Regions from separate parts of the Mus musculus genome. Here region 2 is linked to region 1. A link is a contact called in public Hi-C data. All regions are on one chromosome and are shown on one strand. The core of a region is the stretch at or near the end of the contact, and the rest is flanking DNA. Distances in the headings are between cores, read along the strand shown. Region 1 has its middle 27 kb from the start of Gm23981. Region 2 has its middle 43 kb from the start of Gm29895.

Region 1 (6,251 bases), core at 1,423-3,922:
TAATTATTACTGTGACATTTACACATAGAAACACAACCTGCTGAGTCCATTTAGGGTTACTTGTATGCACATGTATTTAGGGCTGACCATTTACATGGGATTGGAACACTTACTATGCCTCCTCCCTGGGGAAGACTGATTCTCCTCACTCAGCAGCTATTAATTGCCTGCGGCTCTTCGTGTGTGGAAGTGCCTTGTGAACTCTTCTTCTCATAAGTGGTTTATCTCTGGCATCTTGCCCAAGAGTGAAAAGAGATTGACACGGAGCATGTCAGATGAGCATCTCCAGCAACTTCCTATATTTACATTAAGAGAGGGGTTATTGAAAAGTTGTAGTTTTGTTGTCCAAACCAGATTTGGAATGTGACATTGCCAAAAGTAAAGAGTTATCTGTTGAACATGGCCTCATTACTCCACACACTTCTGTGAAACCGGGTGAGCTAACACTCTTTCTATCCAAATCCCTCTTTGCCTCTCTGTGCCTTTGTTTAGAATTGGGAATGGGTCCTTCACGTTGTGAGAAAACAAAAATGTATCTGATCATGATCAGTTTTATTTAAAAAAGGAAAAGCATTGAAATCTTTAGCTTACATTGGTAGTTTAAAAATCACATCTTGGGCTGGAGATGTGGCTTAGAGGTTAAGAGCACTGTCTACTCTCCCAGAGGTCCTGACTTCAATTCCCAGCAACCACATAGTGGCTCATAACCATCTATAATGAGATCTTGTACTCTTTTCTGGTGTGCAGGCATACGTACAGACAGAAGGTTGACTACATAATAAATGAAAATAAATCTTTAAGAAAAATCAAGTCTGTTGCATTGCATTTAAAACAGGATAAGGATTTTGCTAATGGTTTCACCACTTACTGCCAACCATAACTTAATCAGTTTTCTCTCACACTTCTCAATAATAAACCTTTAGAGTAGAATTCTTTTTTTTTTTTTACTTAGTCATGACAATGCTATTTATACAATTTAGTCCTCTCACTTGTTAATGTGTAGCATTTGTCTAAATTATTATAGGTTTTTATATTCTCAATGGTTACATATTGTTCAACAAATAAATACATCAAAATCCACAATCATTCCCTGCAGATGAGCATTTCAAATATCAAGTCATCAAACAACGTTACCTTTCTGCGGGAAGGACATAAAACTTTCATCAAGACAAATCATAGAGTATATGATACTTAGAAATCAACAGGAGGAAAGAGAGGCAGTCCCAGCTTTTCCCACCCAGAAGGCAACTCTTCAGGGTAGTTAAGAATAAGAGGCTCAGGGAAGCTGGGACCTGGCAGTCAAAGAAACTCAGCATCCTGGCAAGCAAGACAAAACAAATGCTTGTTCCCAGAAGTTCCATTTATTCCATAACCAGATGGAATGTTCATCAAAGACAACCAGATTTTCTATAGTAATAGAAAGTGTCTTTGAAAGTAGTGTTCAGTCAAAGATCACAAAATATGTTACAGATTTCAATGCTCACTGGAAAAGGAGCAAGGTACTGGGAGCCATCCATCTCTACAGCAAGAAAGCAGTGAAGAGAAGAATGTTGCCTTTCAGTCCCATTGTATCAATAAGAAAGTGTTTGTAACAGCTTGCCGGGATCTGTACCAACTCTTTCATGTTGTTTGCAACATTGTATCATTAAGTTTCCTTTTTTAAGTCAAAGCGGGGTTGGGAGATGGACAGAGAGGTGACCCTTCTTTTACAAAGCCTTGGTAGCTGAAGTCAATATTTAAATTTTTCCCAACCCCTCTGAAGAAAAATGAAAGCCAGGCCATCATTTCGTCAGGGAAAGAAATTCCCAAGAGTAGTTTTAAAATATAACAGTGGTAATAAGGACTGCTGCAGAAGCAGGAAAAAAACATGTGAAGAAAAATGGGTAGTGGTTTTAGGAGGTTTTAGAATTTAAAAATCGGGGGTTGGGGGTGTAATGTAGCAGAGAAAGTGCTTGCCTCTGATGCAGAAGGCCCAGGTTCTGTCTCCAGTGCCTTATGAAATCAGTCGTGGTGGCACAACTGTAATGCTAGCATTCACACTGGGAGGCCAAAGCAGGAGACTGAGACATTCACCATCACCCTTAGCTAAGAGGTGAGTCTCAGCCCATCCTGTGCTGCTTGAGAATCTGTCTCCCACCCACAAACAAGGCAGAAGGCAATATATCTTGGACCTGAAGAAAATTAAAGGGCAAAAAATGTTATGTCATCCCAAGATGCACAATATCAGAATCTATAGGTCATTTTCTGTTTTCTTAGCTGCAACCAGAGCTTTAAAAAATAGTCTAAAAATGATTTTGATGGTGTCATTCGGACTATTCAAAGACGTTCTCAGTTCTCTTCCCTCTAAAACAGGTTTGTTTGTTTTTTTAAAGAAAGGACTTTCTCTAAAAATATTTGAGAAGAGTTCTGAAAGAGAGAGAGGGCCTGCATCCAGACATCTCTTAAAATCGCTTCCTGTGTCCTAACCCCAGATCCTCTCCTTATTCATCTCCTAAGAGGTAACCCAAACAGATTAAGAAATGAAATGCTTTTTTTTCCCCCTTGTCTCTTCTTCCTTGGCTTGGAGAACTATTTTTAAATTAACATTTCCTGTCCTCTCCCAAGAACCCTGGAAGCTTTGCAAACCGTTGTTAAAGACCTAGGCTAGGATCTTTCCCAAATTCGTTCAACACAGTTCCCCAGACAAACAACACCCACGTGAAGACATCCCAGTGTCAGGTGCTGTGAGGAAGGAGATGAACCACAGCGGCTGCCGGCATGAGCTGCTAGTTCAAGAGAATACTGCACAGGGAAGAGGGGCTTTTCCTCTTCCACGAGGATTTCAAGTTCCTAAGCTTGTTTGTCTCTCAAAGTCTCCTATGCTGCATACAACTCAGCCCAGAACGTGTTCTGCGTTTCTCTCCGTGTCAAGCTGGACTTCAAACACTAACTAGACCCAGTGATTTCTTCGGGCTGTATTATTGTTTGTCTCGTCAAGCAACACCTTTTCCTTGGCATCAGTTGCAGCAGAGTTCCATGAGGAACTTGGGCAATATTCTCCAGCTTACACAAAGGAAGAAAGAACAGACATGTTGTGGAAACATGGAGGGTTGCCCAGTGCACCCTTCCCACAAATGAATGCATGTGCACACGCAGAAACACACACACACACACACACACACACACACACACACACACACACCAGAAGACATAACTAGAGGAAATTTTCTTTCATCATCTTTCAGAGAAAAATTCTTGCAAACATAACTAACCAAAGTTTTTCTTTTCTTTTCTTTTCTTTTTCCAATCTAAAATTTGCAAAAGGGTTTATTTGTTTGCTTTAGTTAATAATGGTATTGCATTGGGTAATTCTCAAAGATGAGAATACAGAACCCACAAGGTTCTCATTTGGACTGAATTTTTCCCAAACAACAGCAATAGACATTCTCATTAATACAAGTCAGTTCAACTTACACACTGCTGATGGGCATTTAAAATAAAATAAAAAATCTGAGTTTGAAAATCCTAGTTTCATAGCCATGATACAAATGTCCAAACTATAACTTTCTAGAACAGATATAAAATTTTTATATTGTCTCCCAATTAATCAAAGAAATATTTGACCTAAAAGTAAACCCCAGTGCTCACACTCTGTATACCCCCTTACTCAGTGCAACCTGCTAACCAGTTTTCTACCTTGTGGCCTGTGCTTACTCTGAGATTTGTTACATGCATTTTTAAAACTAAAAAGAACATTTTTATAGGTGCCATAGAAAAATGTAGAAAAATGAATTACTCTCGAAAGTTAGCACCCACAGGGTTCCCAGCAGCTGAACTAAAATACCTACAGTGTGCTACCCTCCCAAGATGACTCGGACGTGGCAAGCTTAGGGATGCTGGTCAAAGCTGCACACTCAAAATCACCTGCATTTTAACACAGAAAGTAACTTGTAGATGGGCCCTGTCCCTAATTTCCAGGCTGCTGGTCACTTTTGGTTTCTTTGTACACAACTCTTCCATGACAACTAGCATGTCAGGAACCGTTCCTCTGGCTGTGTGAGAGCAAGTTCAATAAGCTTCACGCTCCTTAAAGCAAAGCGGCTTTTGTAGACTTTAGGGAACAACAGTGACAGCCAGCAGGACCCAAATGAAACACACAACCTTTGGAAGTCCCAGAGTCTTCAGAAAACCCCACCCAGTAATAGCCCACTGATGGTTTCCTGTGTGCAAACTAACAGTAATTTCCAGTGTTGCGACCTACTTCCACGAAGCCCTTTGCCTGGCAGAATTTGTTCTGGGAGAGAATATGCTAACATGTATTGTATATTTTTCTCTGAGAGATGCCTCCAAATCTCTATTGGTCCATCAGTAGAGTGAGACTGGTAGCTAAGGTCCTTTCTATTTAAGCATTATCTCCAATTACATGAATTAAAACTACACATTTTGCTTGCTCAATACAAATGCTCTCTAAACTTATGTCAGCCAAATCTTATAATTTTATTTAAAAAAAAAAAAAAAAAAAAAACCCTGAAGGACAAAGGTGACAGCTGAGTGGTTTGTCGCTGTCCATTCACAATCTCGCAGGAGCCGAGAAGTTCGAAGTTGTGAGCAGGCTCTGTTCACTGGAGAGGCCTGTGCAGTAGAGTGTAGATCCTTTCATGTACTGTACTGTACACCTGATACTGTAAGCATACTGTAATAATAGCGTCTCACATGGAAATGAGAGAAGACGCTGGGTCAGCAGCAAGCTGTAATTTTAAAAAATGTTTTTAGTTAAATGTTGAGGAGAAAAACAAAAAAGGGCTTTGCCTCCAAAGTATCATATGTGAACCTACAACACCCTGACCTCTTTCTCTCCTCCTTGGTTGTAGAACTGGTAGATTTTAACCTTTAGCTGTAGCAACTGCACTGCCGTGTGTGTGTGTGTGTGTGTGTGTGTGTGTGTGTGTGTGTGTGTGTGTGTATGACGTTGTACATTGCACAAACTCTTGAATTCTTCACAGTTTGGGCCCCTTCCCAGTTACTCTTTTATAGTATGGCAAGTTAACAAGTTGGTGACCTGTACAAATCGAGACACAGCTATTTAATCTCTTGCCCGACATTGCCCTTCTTGATGCGATGCTCTGCAGATCTCTGAAAAAGCCCTTACTGGCTCAGCAGCCAATCAATTTAGAGAGGTTTTTTTTTTTTTTCCCCTGGGATTTTGTTTTGTTTTTGTTTCCTTTCTAATCGAGGTGTGAAAAAGTTCTAGGTTCAGTTGAAGTTCCTGGTGAAGAAACACGATTGAGATTTTTTTTTCAGTGATAAAATCTACATATTTGTATTTCAACAATGTAGCTAAAATCTTGATGTAAATTCCTCCTTTTTCCCCTTTTGAACTTAATGAATATCATTTATTCAGAATGAAATCTTTACACTATATGTTCCACGTGTTAAGAATAAATGTACATTAAATCTTAAATAAATAAATAAACAAACAAACAAACAAACTTAGGTACAATATGAGACCTCAGGGAAGTCTGTTATTTTACGTGATACCATGCACTGCCTTTGTAAAGTGACTTTTAAAGATAAATTATTTTACTAACAACAAATGTATCATCTTTATTATTAAACCAAGAGTGTGTTTTATAAGATTGGATAGTACTCATGCACTATTTAAAGGGATAAATAAAGACTTAAAAGAAAGAAAGAAACAAAAAACAAAACAAAACAAAACAAAACAAACCAGAAAATCATCCACCAAGTAAAACTTTGCCCAGGTAAATTCTTTCATTCAATAAACATCCACTGAAGGGTTTTCTAAGCTAAACATTAAGCAACAAGCACAAGGCAGTTGGAGTTCCTGCTGTCCACAGAGTTGACATTCAGGGGAAATGGTGAGTCCTAAGCAAATACCAGTGGAATTGGTGTTAAGACTTTAAAAGGACAGAGGTGCTAAGAATGACATCTAAGAGGTATTCCTGGGGATGAGGTATTTAGACTGAGATCTGAGCCTTAGGTGACAACTCACCAAGGAAAGTGAGCCAGCTTTATACGTAGGCAATAGACCATCAGCTAAAGAGAACTGAGAAAAGCATATTAAAACCAAGGAAAAGAAGAGGTAGGTTGGCAAGTTTGGAGAAATGGAGGCATGGCCAGGCTCAGAGTGGAAGCCCTTGCCACCATGCAAATTTTTTATCCCTTATCTGCAGAACAGAATTAAAACACCACTAGCAACAAGAGTATTAAAAAGTGATGCAGCGAGAGCGTCACAGTAATAACTTCATGAG
Region 2 (6,251 bases), core at 1,918-4,417, 170 kb before region 1:
GGCACACAGTTGGGTGAGCTCCATCAGCCTCTCTTCAGCAGCTTCTCCGGCCGTGTCCCTGCTGCACACTCCTGGGCACACTCCTGGGTACGAAGCTTTCGCTTTGCCCTATCCATCCACTCATTCATTTTATCAAAGCCAGAAAACAAAGGAAATTTAACAGAAATAAGCCAACGAACTTCATCGCACCTCATTTTACACAACCATTAAAAACATACAAATATCTCACGTGTGTTCCATGAGCTTCGTGTGAACTCACAATAGGATTGATTCCCCACGTCATATTGATAAAGCAGTGTACCCCAGAACCACTTCTCAGGATTTTAGTTTTTAGAACATAACTAACTACATTTTGTATGTTATCATTTTTGAAACCAAGGAATATTTCATTTAAAGATGTTTAGACCCACTAAGGTCTCCTAAGATTTAGTGGTCTATTGTTTTCTGAAGTCTCTGGATTACATCATTAGGCAGTGGTAGTCCTGGGCAGGGTGCTTTGGAGGAAAGCATATTTTGAGAGTATTGTCTTTAGATCATTTATTTAAATTGGTGTATTTTTGGAAGCGGAGACATAAACTAACTCCTTGGTAAAGAAGAAGAAGGCTGTCTTGACAGACATAAGGGGAATCATCTGATGTGTCAAAAGAGTTTTCAAACCGTTGGGTGCTCATCCCTTCGGATCTGAAGCTGGCTGCTGTTTCCTGGGTTCAGACTTGAGGGACCTGGCTTGCAACTACAGCGCACAGCCACTAGAGGTCAGAGTTTTACATCGTCCTGAATAGACGACAAGAGTCTGAGACAATGGTATTTCCTTCCTCACATACTCTAATGTCCTTGATTAAAAAAGAGAAGAAAACCGAGAAAAGTGAGATCACTGTCGTAAGAAGAGGGCTGTCGGCACTCAGAAGGAATAAAAACAAAGAGCTGAAAACATTTTGCAAATGTGGAGAGAAAACAAAAAGCATACAGATCAGTCTGATGACCAAGGTTGTATTGCTATATCCATCTCCTCCAAGGAGACAAAGGTGTGCTAAAAACAACAACTACAGCATCAGTGATGGTGACAACAACAGCAGGGACCAACTTGTACTGAATACACATTACATATTACTAAAAACACATCTCAGAGATGAAAAAAGCAAGCACTGAGTTCCGGGACAGCTTTTAGGGGCCTGAACAATGTTTGCACCCTCTGTAACCACAATCTCACATTTGAGGGTTTTGCCTGCCCTGCACCCAAAAACCATCAAGTACAGAGCCAAGGGAAGAGCTGTTGATATGAAGATGTCACATGGCTCAGGGAAGGAGCTGTTGACATGAAGATGTCACATGGCTCACAGAATTCGTCACAGCAGCAGGATTTAGAAGCAAAGTAACTGCTTAATATTAAGATTACAAAACAAAATCGCAAATGACATAGTCACTATTTTCAGAATTATAAAGAAAGAAAAGGGAATTGAGGAAATATATTTCTAGCATCAGTGGAACTGTGTAAACTACATAAAATGTGTGCTTGTATGAATGAGTAATAAAAGGAGTCTGAGAAAAGAATGGCATTCACGCTAGGATTATATGGATCATATAGAAAAATACGGCCCTAGAAAAGCATGTTTAAATCATTGGCAAAGATATAGTGTAAAGTTCCAGGGAGTTCGGAGTTTACACAAGCTCAACTGGACCCGCTAGTGAGCAGACATCTGCCATTGTCTGCCAACTGCTCCCAGACCTTCCGACTGGACATATTTACTCTGGTCAACTGTGTCCCTTAATATGCCACAGATTCATCAATAATAGTCACTGTTCTTCTCAGTAGCAATAACAACACATCCAATACGTGCAGTTTAAAAAAAATTGATCAGCTGGGCTGGAGAGATGGCTCAGCCGTTAAGAGCACTGACTGCTCTTCCAGAGGTCCTGAGTTCAAATCCCAGCAACCACATGGTGGCTCACAACCATCTGTAATGAGATCTGACACCCTCTTCTGGTGTGTCTGAAGACAGCTACAGTGTACTTACATATAATAATAATAAATAAATCTTTGGGCTGGACAGAGTGGGACTGGAGCAAGCAGAGGCCCTGAGTTCAATTCCCAGTAACCACATGTAGGCTACAGTATACTCATTTACATAAAATAAATAAATAAATCTTAAAAAAATTGTCAGCTACTTCAAGTCTAGTTTCTGGAAATACAGTGTCATTTAGAGTCATGCGATACTTCCAACAGAACGGTAACCCAAAAGAGAACAGAAAGGAAAATTCAAATGGATCCGGACTTTGGCGAGCATCGAGGCCAGCTGAACTGCCAACAGAGCACAGGCTCGCTGAAATGAACCCTTTTACACCTCTAAGCACAAAGTCACAGAACACGGGAAGGCCAGGCATCTCAGGAACCATTCTTAAAGAGAGATGTCAGGTTCCCACAAGCCATCATGGGTCACTTATCTGCGTTTGAGCTTCTTTTTCTACCCAGCAGCTTTGTGGTTTCTAAACCTCAGATGGTAATTGCTCATGGAGAAATACCCAGATTCGTGGCTTGGTCCACAGAAAAGCTGAATGGATGCAATGCCCCCTCCCACCCACCCCCATCTCACCCCCATTTTTCTAAACTTCTTAGCAGTATCACTTTTTGAGTGCAAAGCTGGTGGTGCAGAAAACTGTGCCCCATCTTTAAAACTCTTCCCTTTGGCTACACACAGGTGTGCCTTTCCCCAGCCAGGGCATGTTCCTTTAAGGGGTTACCCACTACCAGAAAAGAAGGAGCCAGCTAATCCATGCAGCATTCAGCTGCTAGGCAAACCTCACAGCTGTCTTGCTTCAAACCTCCTCCCTCACTGCCCACACTGAAAACATGCAAGTTAAAGAGCGGTTTAAATTAGCATTCTTTAAAGCACCCTTTCGTTACCATATGATGCCAGGGAATCTATTACAGAAAGGCATTCCTAGCACCAGGAACGGACTGGAGCAGAAGAAAATGTAACAATGGCATTCCTGTGTGGCTGAGTAAGGCAGGCAGAGGTTTTGTTCAGAGCAGATGTCAGAGACCTGTAAACCCTAGACAAACAGTGATAAAGACGGATCTTAAGAACACAACCCACTCCAACAGACTCTGACACGTAAGAACAACAGTCCAACACATACAGCACAGGACAGCAGCAGTCCGGCACAAACCAAGTGAGCACCAGGGATCTCCTCTGAGAGTGCAGACTGTCATCCATAGAACAGTGCTGAGCACTGTTCTAGGTACTCGGGACACATCTGTAAATGAAGTAGACAGAAGGTCTGCTCATCTGGAGCTCACATTCTGTCAGGAACTCTGACAGAATGCACGCAGGAGGAATTCAGAGCAGATTGGGATACAACCTGTTTTCTTATTTACATGTCAAGGCATTGCTATGCAACAAGATGTGGGATGTCACAGCAACACTCCAAATCTCACTCACACATTCTCTACCACTCTTCTATTTCTCTGTGTGATTATGCATGCATAAATATATGTTAAATTATCAATCTACAGGTTTGACCACTTGACCAATACTTCATTTATCTTTTTGTTTGTGTGGATATAGGACTTATGTAACACTCACCCAGCCTAGAAGAGCCCATGGGCTTTTGTCAGTTCATAAAATGTTATAAAACGTTCCTCCAAGTCTGGTGACACATAGATGCCTCCACCTGGGAGAACCTTCCTGACCCTTAAAATCAAGGTTCTGGCTCCTCAAAAAGCCAAACTGAGAAACGACGCTCATGAAGCTGTACTCCAGTTTGCAGTCCTGGGCTGAAGACAATGGCCATTTAATTGCACACAAGGTCAAGATCTTTTGATTGGCAGGCTGACAGCTCTGTAGAAGTAATTCTTCATATGGAATTCCCTTGAAATCAAAGGCATCATCATGAGGAGATTAAAAAGGAACAGCTGAGTGGACTGCTCATTTCCAGAGATGTCAGATGGTACTTAATGTATCCTGTTATTTCAGGTGAGCATGCAGTAGATGCTTCTGGGATCTGTAATTGTATTCTGTATTCACCTCATGCCGAGTTAGTGACTGTTCTACTCTCCTTCCCAGGAGAAGTACAGGGTTAGGTTCTTGCAAGCCTCTGCTTCCCACACGGTCCTCATCTTATGTATCACCCACACCACAGGGCTTATTAATAAGGCTAGTTGTATCCACACTGAAGAGACTCTTCCATGTACCATTTGGCCCATACAGCCCAGGGTTTTACATTTTCTTTTGTAGTCTCTGATTGTGCAGAGCCTAACTTGCCTATACAACTAAAGTTTTCCACATCAGATCACCCATAGAAATGTGCAAGTCCCAGTTGAGGAGTAGGCTCAGTGGGCTCAGTGGGCAAAGGCGTGTCATATAAGCATGAAAATCTGAGTTCAGATCCCTGCCACTCACAAAAAAGCCTGGGATTGGCCGCAAGAGCCTAGAGCCCCCCCCCCCCCCCCCCCCCGCTGTGGGGAAGCTGAGGCAGGAGGCCCTGGGCCCAAGAAATAATTAAGCATAGGCAAATAGATGGGAGAGCCTGTCTCAAAATGATAAGGGAGAGCCTGTCTCAAAAAGATAAGGGAAGACATGGAGGAAGGAACTAGACTAATCTCAGGCCTCAGCACTTGCACACACATGTGTGCATGCACACATGAACCTATTCACAGAGTCACACTGATACACAGACACACAGTCACACAATCACACAGTCACGCACAAAGACAGACAGACACACACACACAGACAGAGAGGCAGAGAAAGAGAGACAGACAGACAAAGAGGCACAGAGAGAGAAAGACAGAGAGAAAGACAGACAGACAGAGAGAGAGAGAGAGAGAGAGAGAGAGAGAGAGAGAATATGCAAATATGCAAACCAGTACCGGCAGAGAGGGCCTTTCTAGTTTTCTTACTCTGGGTGATAGGATTAAACCCTTTGACTTTTACCTTCACAGCAATGCTGTTCACGTGCTTTCTAAAGTCAGTCCTTATTTCACAAGCTCAGAACTTAGGCTCTCTCCGTCTTCCTCCCATCCCACCATGCACCACAGAGGTTACCTTGCCACTTTCCAAAGTCCATCCTTACCACTAGATGGATGAATGTTCTCCCTTTCTATGTGCACCATATTGTAACTTTACTAACACTGATCTCACAGCCAATAGGTCCATATCTTATGTCTCAGTGAGCTTATCTGACAGGTGTAGTCCCTGCCACATATCACAGCCTTCCTGTGTTTAGGAATACAGTCAGCTCTGCAATGCCAGGCTTAGGACCATGTGACAGGCGAAGTAAACAAGAAAAAGTGCTAAGAGGCAGAGCATAGTGAGCACTGAGTTAGTGCATCCAAGAGGCCAGCTTACAGTCAGGGCTGAGTGTTCACCCGTGCTGGGGATGTGTCTGTCTACTGACTCTACCTCTCAGCCTTGACACATACTCAGAAATGGCTGCCAAACCACCATGTTGACCTTGAGTAAACGGTAACCCTCACTGAGGAGGTGACTTTGCAGGAAGGGGTGGCAGATGGTGGGGATGGAATGCACTTGGCAGTGGGATATCCCCTTTCATGTCTCCAAAGGAAGTTCCTGTGGTCACACTATGTTCAGCATCCCTCTGGGTATCGGTTCCCAGGGGAATGCTCGTATAGTTCAGGAGCTACATTGACATGAGGTGAAATGCGTAAGAAAACGCTCACAATGGGCACAAAACCATCCCCAGATCCTCAGCCCTCATGGTGTCACCAGCTTGCTCACACCACTGCTGAGAAGCAATAGTTTGACACTGGTCCCCGATTAATAATGGAGAATGATTCTCACCATCCACCTTCGCTAGTATCCTGCTTGTGCTTAGTTACCTTAAATGATCAGGTACATTCATTAGGTCCAGGGCCAGTAAGATCCAGTCCCCAGTAAGGCACTAGCTATTTGTCATGTGGTGGCTGTCTTGATCTTAAAACTTGCAGATGGGGGCACAGGGGAAAAATTCCTGAACAGAACAGCAATGGCTTGTGCTGTAAGATTGAGAATTGACAAATGGGACCTAATGAAACTCCAAAGTTTCTGCAAGGCAAAAAACACCGTCAATAAGACAAAAAGACCACCAACAGATTGGGAAAGGATCTTTACCTATCCTAAATCAGATAGGGGACTAATATCCAACATATATAAAGAACTCAAGAAGGTGGACTTCAGAAAATCAAATAACCCCATTAAAAAATGGGGCTCAGAACTGAACAAAAAATTCTCACCTGAGGAATACCGAATGGC

The links. A called contact is a pair of places that touch in the nucleus more often than the background predicts.
Region 2: a Hi-C map of uterus shows a contact between it and region 1, with 2.7 times the contacts expected there. The contact joins two enhancer-like sites. A contact is called at or near these places in 1 of 15 datasets of contacts at CTCF or cohesin (the NIH/3T3 cell line) and 7 of 484 Hi-C or Micro-C datasets (the C2C12 cell line, adipose-derived mesenchymal stem cells, nephron progenitors and 1 more).

Annotation. Positions count from the first base shown.
Region 1 is chr8:77,831,247-77,837,497 of GRCm38.p6, reverse strand. No RefSeq gene overlaps it. Among named protein-coding and RNA genes, the nearest start is that of Gm23981, 27 kb to the right of the region's middle. Within about 2 kb of position 2,672, at least 10 of the 459 cell types and tissues checked have an H3K27ac peak or open chromatin away from gene starts, as enhancers often do. A contact at or near this core is called in uterus, where this site is marked.
Region 2 is chr8:77,998,842-78,005,092 of GRCm38.p6, reverse strand. No RefSeq gene overlaps it. Among named protein-coding and RNA genes, the nearest start is that of Gm29895, 43 kb to the left of the region's middle. Within about 2 kb of position 3,167, at least 39 of the 459 cell types and tissues checked have an H3K27ac peak or open chromatin away from gene starts, as enhancers often do. A contact at or near this core is called in uterus, where this site is marked.